Regions from separate parts of the Mus musculus genome. Here region 2 is linked to region 1. The links are chromatin contacts, called in public HiChIP or PLAC-seq maps. All regions are on one chromosome and are shown on one strand. The core of a region is the stretch at or near the end of the contact, and the rest is flanking DNA. Distances in the headings are between cores, read along the strand shown. Region 1 overlaps Osbpl10 (oxysterol binding protein-like 10). Region 2 has its middle 59 kb from the start of D330037F02Rik.

Region 1 (4,648 bases), core at 607-3,106:
GCATTCATCCTCCACGGTTTAGCAGCCACAATGGATGACAGACGCTACATGTGACCTCTCCTCTCTGTCCTATTCACTCCCTCTAAAGGATAGGTTTATGCAAGTCCCTCTAGGGACAGTGTCATGCAGGCCTCCCATGGGGCTGGTCATGCTGAAGAACATTCCAGAAACATTGCTAGTTCCTCTTCCAAAAGCCAGAGGCAGGAACATATGGCTCCAAGAGAATTCAGTTCTATCTGACGAGTAAGTAGTCAGCAGGCAGAAAGACATCACTGAAGGTTAAACTCAACACTAAAGACAAAAATAACTTGAGGGAAGATGGTTCAATATTCTGTCTCAAGACAAACCAAAACCCAAACCTCATAAATAAATGATTTCAGGCTTCAGAAAGGTTATAAGAATAGTATGGGGGCAGTGTCGCGACGGCCCAGGGTTAAGAGCACTTGGTAGAGCTAGGTTCCCAGCACCCACATCACGTGGCCCACAGCTGACTGTAATTCCAGCCCCAGGAATCTGACACTCCCCTCTGGCCTCCACAGATGCCTACACTCAAATGCATGTATCCACCATACTGCTCCCTCCTGTGCCATATACATACACTTAATTAAAAATAAATATTTTTTTAAAAAGTACAGTAGACTAGCTTGTCCAGACAGGGTGGCTGAGGACCTACCTGTGTCTGCCTTCTCAAACTCTTGAGCGTACCTGCTTTTTAATTTTAACACGGGTGGTAGAGGTCAGACTCAGCCCTCGAGGTTACACTAAGCACTTCATCCACTGAGCTGTCTCCCCGGCCCCCACCCATCCTTCATGACCATTTTGTCAGAAAACCCTGCCAGAAGCTGGAAGGCATCTTAGCTCACCACTGTGCCGTCACACGTGACTCGATTAGTGGGAGGGAGCCTGAAACTTGATAGGTGACTCGTCTCCTCCGCTCCCAACTCTCAAGACTTACACGTTCCTACCTATGGTTTCTAAAACAGTGAACACTAATTTTAAAGACAGACTTTCAGACATGGCCAAGGACCTTGAACTCCTGGTCTTCTTGCCTCTACCTCCCAACCATTGGGAATAGAAGCGCCATACTTTATTCAGTACTGGGAACCGAACCCAGGGCTTTGTGCCTGCTAGGCAAACACTCTACTGATATCTACCCCTGCCCCTTGTGATATCAGAGTAGTTCATGTCCTGAAAGGTTTCTGAGCGTCTTCTGGGAATCTGGTTGGCTGAGGCGCCATTATCTAAAGATGTCACACTCTGGTCCATCTTTTGTCCCAGGCATACGTACCTGCTCCCTCCTGTGCAACCTGACTCCCAGGACCGTCTCTGGGGGGGGTGGGGTGTGGGTGGGGCATCTCGAATGTTTTTTAGAGAGGTTTGCAAGGAAGAATAAAGTGATTGGGCTTTTCAGTCAAGGCTTGAAGCGTGCAGTTTTCTCTCCATTCCTCACCATCAGCTCAATGGGGACATGTGCCTGGTCAGGAGGGGCTGCGAGTCTGTCTTTCACCAGCCCTAGATCTACATAAAAAGTGAGCAGACACGGCCAGGAGCTTGGAGCTGGGACTGCACTTGGGTTCTCAGCATGGAGGGGAATTGAAACTTGAAGGGACTGGGGTTCAAAGGACTTTGTTCTCTTTCTTGTTGGTTACTTACTTCCAGGCTCACTGTTCAGGGAGTGGAGATCCAGCTCCCAGCAAGGGCTGTAACCGCTCAGTGTGCTTCTGAGTCAGAGCTGGATCTCCAGCCTGCTGGGCGCAAAGTGGGCTTGGGAAATGAGGTGCTAGGGCTAGCTCTGTCAGGACGGTGACTTGGGTGTGTCACATCCACCCCTACCAGCAGGAAAGATGTAACACCACATTGTCCTTCTACAAGCAGGTTTTATTCAGGAACACTTGGCATTGCAATGCAGGAATCCCTGGAACAACCCCGGGGCGCGCCTTAAATACCCTACTGACTCCTCCCAATCACCCCAGTCCCAAAACGGCAGTCCATTGGTTCACAGCAAGTGACAACACCTCAGGCGAGCTGACGAGGCATGGCGTCTGCGCAGTGCGGGCAGCTGGGATGTGGCTAAGTCTGAGGTAATGAGGAAGTCAGATGCAGGTCATAAGACCTGGCAGCCGTCCTGGGCGCCATCTTGGGGCGGAGGCCACACCCACTCCTCACATGGGTGGGCCTGAATAAGGACTGAAGCAAATCAGGTACCGGGAGAGCTGGGGTAGAAGGTCCATAGTCCCTCTCTCATGTTCTAGAACATTCTCCTCCTCTCCTAAGATTCCTGGAAAGTGCTGCTGATAGGCATGTCCCACTGGAAATGGTGACAGGTGATGCTCATGGCTATCCTGGGCTTTCCTGGTGCCCACTTCCCTTTCTCCTCCTCCTCCACTCAGTGCCTGCCTTTTCTGTCTGCTCCCTCCTTCTGGCAAAACTGCCCACTGCCAGTCACTTTTATTATATGGCTTTAAGACAATGAGAAATGAGATCATGCCCATCAGTAAGATAGGTAGGAAAAGCTACGAGCTAACCTCGAGGTGTGTTTCAGGTGGGTGAGCTTTCTAATCAGTCAAAACAAAGTTCTTGAGTGGCAATTTTTCCATAAAGAAGGCAGGTAGCCAGGGACCAGGAGATGGTTCTTTCAATACAGTGCTTATCATGTAAGTGTGAGGACCCAAGTTCAGTCCTCAAACTCGGGTTAAAAAGAAAGGTGGGAAAAGCCTTGCTGCCAGGCACCTCATGCATTTGTTATCCCAGCATTGGATGGAGGAGGTAGAGACGGGAAGGATCCAGGGCTGGCCAACCAGGCTAGTTCAGTCAGCAAGTTCCAGGCCAAATGAGAGATGCACTGTTTCAAAAACACAAGATGGCAGCACCTGAGGACTGGCACCCGGAAGTTTCCTGTGGCCTCTGCACACACGTGTGCACACCATTTCCAACGGTCTCTGCATGCACGGGTACCATTTCCATTCCTCTACACACATACAAGTTAGGAACACTGGCTTTCTGCCCCAGATACGCCTCACACTTTTATCCACTTTGAAGGCTACAGCCTGACTCTGAAACCCCGAGATGGTTTATTGAACCTGAGAGATGAGGTCACCAGGAACCAGCGGGAGAGGCTTCCTGGGGACATCACTGGTCAGAGGGCTGGTGACACTCAGCACATTGAGGCTCCCAGGAGACACCTGAGATCCCAGCACTTGGGAGACAGGAGGATTGTGAGTTTGAAACCAGCCTGGCTCAGAAAAGGGAAAAGAAAGAGAGAAAGAAGGATGCAGGCTGTTCTTTCACTGTTAACCTGGAGACCCTCACTCTGATATGTACCTGGTGGGTTTTGATCCACATTCCATATTGGTTGGTTTTTTTTGTTTTGTTTTGTTTTTATTTTTTTGCTACAAAAACTGTATTTCTCTTATCCTGCCTTTGAGATTTTGGAGAATGCATAAACCATAAAGGCAGTTTGTGTTGTATATGCTTTTGTTTTGTTTTTAACAAGCCTTCTTTTTTGTTTGTTTGGTTTTTTTGTTTGTTTGGTTTTCAAGACAGAGTTTCTCCATATAGTCCTGGCTGTCCTGGAACTCACTTTGTAGACCAGATTGGCCTCGAACTCAGAAATCCGTCTGCCTCTGCCTCCCGAGTGCTGGGATTAAAGGTGTGCGCCACCACCGCCCGGCATAAGCCTTCTTGAACCTATATTTTGTACTTATCCCAGCCAGGATAAGTTAGTGAGGAAGACAAGGCACGCTTGAGCTCCCTGCTCACTAGACACTATTTTGGGGACGTTACGTGTGGGCTATCCCTATGTGTGTATGTTGTATCCATGTGGCTGTGCTGGGTATTGAACTCAGGGCTTCACATTTGTGTGGCAAGCACTTGTCTGTTGGCACTCTTCATAGTAGTATGATATTTTTCTACATGCCAATGGTTAATTCAATCACTTTGTGATGTGAGATATATCATTATGTTTAGAAAAATTATCAGTTCAGGGCTCAGATAAAACCAATGAGACAACAGGCCGGAGCAGAGAATTCTAGTGCCCCAAAACTCAGGAATTAGACTCTGGGGTGGCTCACTGGTAAACATATTTGCTGCCAAGGCTCATCACCTGACTTGGTCCCTGGGAGCCACATGGTAGAGAGAACCAAACCCCGTCAACTGTCTTCTGACCATCATGCTTACATGTACCTGTGGGAGTGCACACTCGTGTATGTGCGTATGTGTGCGCACACATACAGAACTATAGATGCATGTGCGTACATTAATGCGGAAACAGCTCAGGAATTGTGATAAGTGATGCTTTAATATGCTGTACTTTAAAATTAACGTAAAACCAACCCACAATGAACAGACCGTCAAGATTTGACATAGAAAGGACTTCAGTCAGCTAAAGCTCCAATCGCCATGGTGCGACCAACAGATGCATGTATTTGGCAGTGCCGGAGACTGGGCATCCAAGCCAGGCTCTGGCTGATGGGGTTCCCCTCCCCCACTGATGGGCACTGCCCTTCCTCACTCCCAACATGGGCTTCCTCCTGCTGTGCATGTGAGGTGACAGCTCTGGTCTTTTGTTTTTAAGGATACAGATCCTGTTGAAGGTTCTAGCTGATGATCCCACTCAATGCTAATTACTTCTAGAAAATTCCGACCTCAG
Region 2 (5,051 bases), core at 365-2,864, 550 kb after region 1:
GCCATCGAGGAGGGACCGGATCCATCAGAATTGGCTTTGGATACCACAGTGGTTTCCCTAGCAACACTAGAAAGGGAAACATCGGCTTTGTCCTTCTGTAAAGTTTAAAATATCACCTGAGAAGGAAGAGGCATTAGATTTTGTTGGTCCATTAAGGGAAAGGAACTTCTTCCTTGTCAAAATAATGAATCCGAGTTCCCCTCTAACCCTGGGTGGAGACTCAGACATTCTCACCTCCCCCAAGCATTACATACTCCTTCCTTCAGCATCAATCCAACTTGGCCTGTCGAGGAGACTACCCCTTGATTCTCCGGAGGATGTGCTGAGAACATGGGAGGAAAGACCAGCCCCTTAATGAGATATTGTATTGATGGCTCCTCCCTTCTCTGCTTATAGATCCTCACTGTCAAACCTTCTCTGCTTTTCTAAACTCTAAGTCAGAACATTGTAGCTGCTTGCTTTCTTTCCATCTCTTTTCCAGATGCCAGCTGTTAGCATTCTGTCTAAGCTCTGCCCCACAGTTACCTGGCAACAGCCAGGTAGGCCTGACTTACTATAAAAGGGGCTGCTTGCCCTGTCTTGCTCTCTTGCTACTGTCTTGCTCTTTCCCTGCTTTCCTTTTCCCCTCTCTCTCCATGTGCCCATGGCCGGCCTCTACTCCTCTACTCTTCTACTTATCTACTTCCTCTCTCTGCTTCTACTACCCTCTTAACTCCCCTCCTCATGCCCTGAATCAACTCTATACTATACTGTCATGTGGCTGGTCCCTCAGGGGGAAGGGATGCCTTGCCATGGGACCACTTAGGCACCCCCTTAAAACCAGGCTGGCCTTGAACTCAGAGATCCACCTGCCTCTGCCTCCCAAGTGCTAGGATTAAAGGCGTGCGTGACACCACTGCCCGGCTCTTTATCTCTTTATACAAACACAGCACCAGCTACAAACATAAGCATGCTTTCTTACTCTTCTGAATCTTTAAGTCCCAGGCAGCTCCTTTCTGCCCTTCATTGCTGAGCCTGCTTACTCTCTTGGATTCCAAAGGTACAGATAGATAGCTCTCTCGGATCCCTCCTTCCAATGCCTGCTGGGATTTTTCGCCTTGCTTTTCCAGTTGTTTTCTCTCAAGGTCTAATGAAATGCTCCTTGAACTTCCTTCTGATTTTGTTTTTAAATTCTCTCAGTAATAAGACAACCCATACCAGGAAATCTCAAATCCCAGGTAACTTTACCTGATAAGCACAAAGATGCCAGGCCAGTGCAGGTTGGCCATAAAGGCAACCTTCGCAGTCTCAGAGTTCTGGCCAGTCTGTCAGTCCACAGAATCTATAATTCACACAGGACTTTCTCAGATCACTTCTGTTCATAGCTCCCAGGAAGGGCCTGCACAATTCTCTTGGTGTCAAATTTTTGTTTGTGAACAAATGTGAGTTAGTTAAGGCTGTATTACCTCTGAGAAGGAGAGCTATATAAATGCTAATTACCCCTGGGCAAAGTTAATCTCCTATTTACCACTTAGGGAATTTCCTTTTCAATCCATCTGTAAAGGAGAGAAAAGAGCCTATTGTTATTCTGCCCTATGTTAATTATAATGAGATAGAACACAAACACGAAAGAAAGGGAAGAAGCTGCAGGGGGTGGAGGCATAGACAGCCCCTGGGTTTGACTGATGGGACTATAAATGGGTATGGCTAGCATCCTGTCTCCAAATTCCCTCTTAGAGGCGTTTATCCTCCAGAAAAGCTATGTCAGGCTTCATGAAGGTGAAGAGGACAGGAGCTAGAAGCTGGCCTGGCAGTTCAGGAGAGTTGGGAACATCATTGTTTCAGTTCTGGGCAGAAATCAGAAAGGCAGTCTGGTTCCTACCCTGGTTCCTATCCTTAATATCTTTCTTGTTTTTATCCAAATTAAGTATCCTCCCTGCCTAGAAGTTACAAGTGACGCTGTGACCGATATGGAGAGGCACCTAGATACCTCGTGGGCTGGCTAATGGGACAAGCTGCTTTCCTCTTCAGGCCCCATGCAAATTTCTTCTTGAGCCATACGAAAATGTACTGGATTCACAGCTCCACATCACCCCAGTTTTGGGTTTCTGCTTCTGCCTTGCTTTTGTTCGCTTATGCTCATATAGTAATCTCTGTAGTCATTGGAGAGAAAGCTCAGTGGCTAAGAGTTCATACTGTTCTTGCAGAGAACCTGAGTTTGCTTCCCAGCACCTGTACCAGGATTCTTATGCTTGTCTGCAAACCCAGCTCCACGGAATCTGACACTTCTGGTTTCCAAGGGCACCTGCACATATGTGTCCACACCCACACATACACATGTGATTAAAAATAAAATAAATAATTTAAAAGCTCCTTTCAAGTTCACAATCCTACTGTTTCTGAAATTCACTTTTTGAGTCTATAAGACAAAGAATCCAGAAATTCCTGGCTTGGGGTAGTTCTGGTGGCTGTTGATTGTCCCGTGCCCTTATACTGTGACAGGGAAAGATGGTTCAGAGCTTCCTCTGTTTTGTATTCTTGCTGAGGCCGTCTCAGGTTTAACTAGAGTTTGAGATCCTTGATGGAGAATCCCATGGAAAATTGTCAAACTCTGTTCCAAGAACCCAAGGTTAAGATGCCCCTGCTAACTTATCTTAGCTTCCACCAAACTGCCTGCTTGTTCAGAAGAACCCCCGCCTGCAGCTAACTGCTTATTTTAGCTTCTGTCAACTTGCTTGCTTGTGTGAAGCACACCCCCACCACACACACACAGACTCCCCCTGCTGCTGCTGAGCAAGATGGTAGGAAATGGTGGTTTCTGTTTGCCTTAAAAAAAACCCTGTGCTGTGAACACTCAGTGCTATACTTAGGACCTGAATACCCGAGTGTAGTCCCAGATGGCTGGAATAAAGACTTTCAATTGGTTATAAGCAGTGTCAGAGTGGTCATCTCTGGTGTGCTCCCTATAACATTATCCCCAGTCATGCTCACTTCAGGCAAGAGAGAACATCTCCATCACTTCAAGGGACCCCTCCCCCATATCACCAAAGTGTTGATCTTAGCATGCATTAATATGTAGACGAGGAAGGAAGCAACCCAAATATCCTTCAGTGTGGAAATAATTGGACATATTATGGCAGATCAGGAACTGTTCAGGAGAATGAGAATCTATACATACTAATGCAGAAACAACTTTTCAAAATGAAGTGTTTCCAAGAAATCTTGCCAGGAGAACAGGGAAAAAAAAAACATATGGAAGAACACTGTATAATGTGACACCAATTTTGCTTTTTAAAGAAGAAAATGAAAATAAAATACGTTAGCATGTGTGGAAAGGCAAAATTGAATGTAGATGCTCTGAACTGTTAGCAATGGTTATCTCTAGGGCAGGAGCTTCGGGCCTTCCCGTTTGCATATGTTGTACATATTGAGTGGCTGTATGTCAACTAACTGTCTTATATTTATAGCTAGAGGGAAAACAGTAAAGATTCATTGGCCCCCTAGCGTATTAAGGAGATAGAAGTCCAAGAAGATTGCTCCTTTTCTGTGTTCTAAAGGATTTAAAGAGATATGCTGTGAGACAATATCTCAATCAAGTAGGCATGGTGTGTTAAGAAGGGTTATTATAAAGAAAGTATTGGCAAGGCTAGCAAGATGACTCAGTGGGGAGACCCAGCCAAAGTAGCTTTTATAGAAGATAACCCACTCAAGGTAGCCCGATGTCAATCCATTGACCCATTAGTCACACTGAGCAGAGCCCAAGTCATCTTTCTAAAGGTCCTCCCTTGTTCCACCGTTTTGAACTGCTATCATTGGTCTGGGTTGGGGTAGGGTGTTTCCAGGTTCTCTGCTTCTTATTCAAAGACCTGAAATAAAGCCCACACTGATTTGCAAGGAAGCTTTATTTCAATATCAGAGTACACTTGGAGGGAGCAGCAGGCCACAGGAATGAAGGTATTCAAGCGTGCTGGTCATTTTCTGGGGTTTCCTCTTATAAGGTTTGGTTAGTAAGAAGAAAGTAACAGTGGTTTTCTGTTTTGATGCTTAGGTTAGGTCATTGCATCATTTTGCTATTGCACAGGCCCCTTCTGTAATGCATCTGCTCTGAATCGTATACACACACCCAATTACGTGTAGGCATAAGATGGTAAATGAGAGAATTTTCCCAAAAGTTTACTTGAGTACACTTTTTTTTTTTTTTTGCCTTCTTGCATATGTACCTCCAAACCTGTTCAGACTGGAATGGCCCTACATTGCACTGGGATCTAATGGGAATGCATGTTACTAGAGACTGTCTTATTTTGATGATATTTAAAAGAGAGGAGAAATGTATCCCATTGTTCAGAGAGCAATGTGGATGTCACCTGACACAGGTGGTCATTCTAGGCTTTTAAATGTGTTGTGCAGAGAGAGGAGTGTTCATGACAGTAATGTTGCTGGGCAGGCAGGTGCATTGTTGGAAGAGTGGGATATGCAAAACTGAAACCAAATAGAGTTCCAGGTTATAGAAATGAATACCTCACTGAGAAATGAATACCTCAGTGAGGGAAGTTGTGCCCTGTATTGAACTCTCCTCACACTTGTCTGCCTTAGTCTCTCATGATGGAGTCATATTTCAACATGAGCTTTTGAAGAGAACAAACCAAGTCCAAGCCATAGTGTCTTGTGCATGGATTTCACGGTGCTCCATTTATTGTGTGAGTCAGCTCTGCTTGGTGAGAGGGTAGGACAGAAGGCGGGAGGCAAGGGAAGACCAGAAGAAGAAACTCATGAAAGACATTTGAAAGCCAGGATCCCACAGGTTGCAAGTCTTTCATGGAGCCAGTGCCAGCACATCTACCTCTCAGCTGGTTGCAGTTTTGCAGGAGTCAGCCACTGGCCTGTTGCTAGATGATGAGATGTGTGCCAGCTGGAGCAGAGCCAAGAAACACTTGCGTGTGCTTGTACTCTGATGTCTTTAATCCAGGAGAGAAAATAGAAGTGAATGCAGGAAAATCGGGGCAGGAAAAGACACTTGAAAATCAGTATGATGGTTAATCCAGATCGTTACCTTGATTTAATCGACAAGCACC

What was found. HiChIP or PLAC-seq counts read pairs in DNA pulled down with a chosen protein or histone mark.
Region 2: a contact with region 1 is called in an H3K27ac HiChIP or PLAC-seq map of embryonic stem cells, with 3 times the contacts expected there. The contact joins two enhancer-like sites. A contact is called at or near these places in 2 of 115 datasets of contacts at active chromatin or transcription factors (both in embryonic stem cells).

What each region holds. Positions count from the first base shown.
Region 1 is chr9:115,167,830-115,172,477 of GRCm38.p6, forward strand. The region is part of intron 5 of Osbpl10 (oxysterol binding protein-like 10); the gene reads left to right. Among named protein-coding and RNA genes, the nearest start is that of Gm4665, 16 kb to the right of the region's middle. Within about 2 kb of position 1,857, at least 13 of the 459 cell types and tissues checked have an H3K27ac peak or open chromatin away from gene starts, as enhancers often do. A contact at or near this core is called in embryonic stem cells, where this site is marked.
Region 2 is chr9:115,722,682-115,727,732 of GRCm38.p6, forward strand. No RefSeq gene overlaps it. Among named protein-coding and RNA genes, the nearest start is that of D330037F02Rik, 59 kb to the left of the region's middle. Within about 2 kb of position 1,615, at least 12 of the 459 cell types and tissues checked have an H3K27ac peak or open chromatin away from gene starts, as enhancers often do. A contact at or near this core is called in embryonic stem cells, where this site is marked.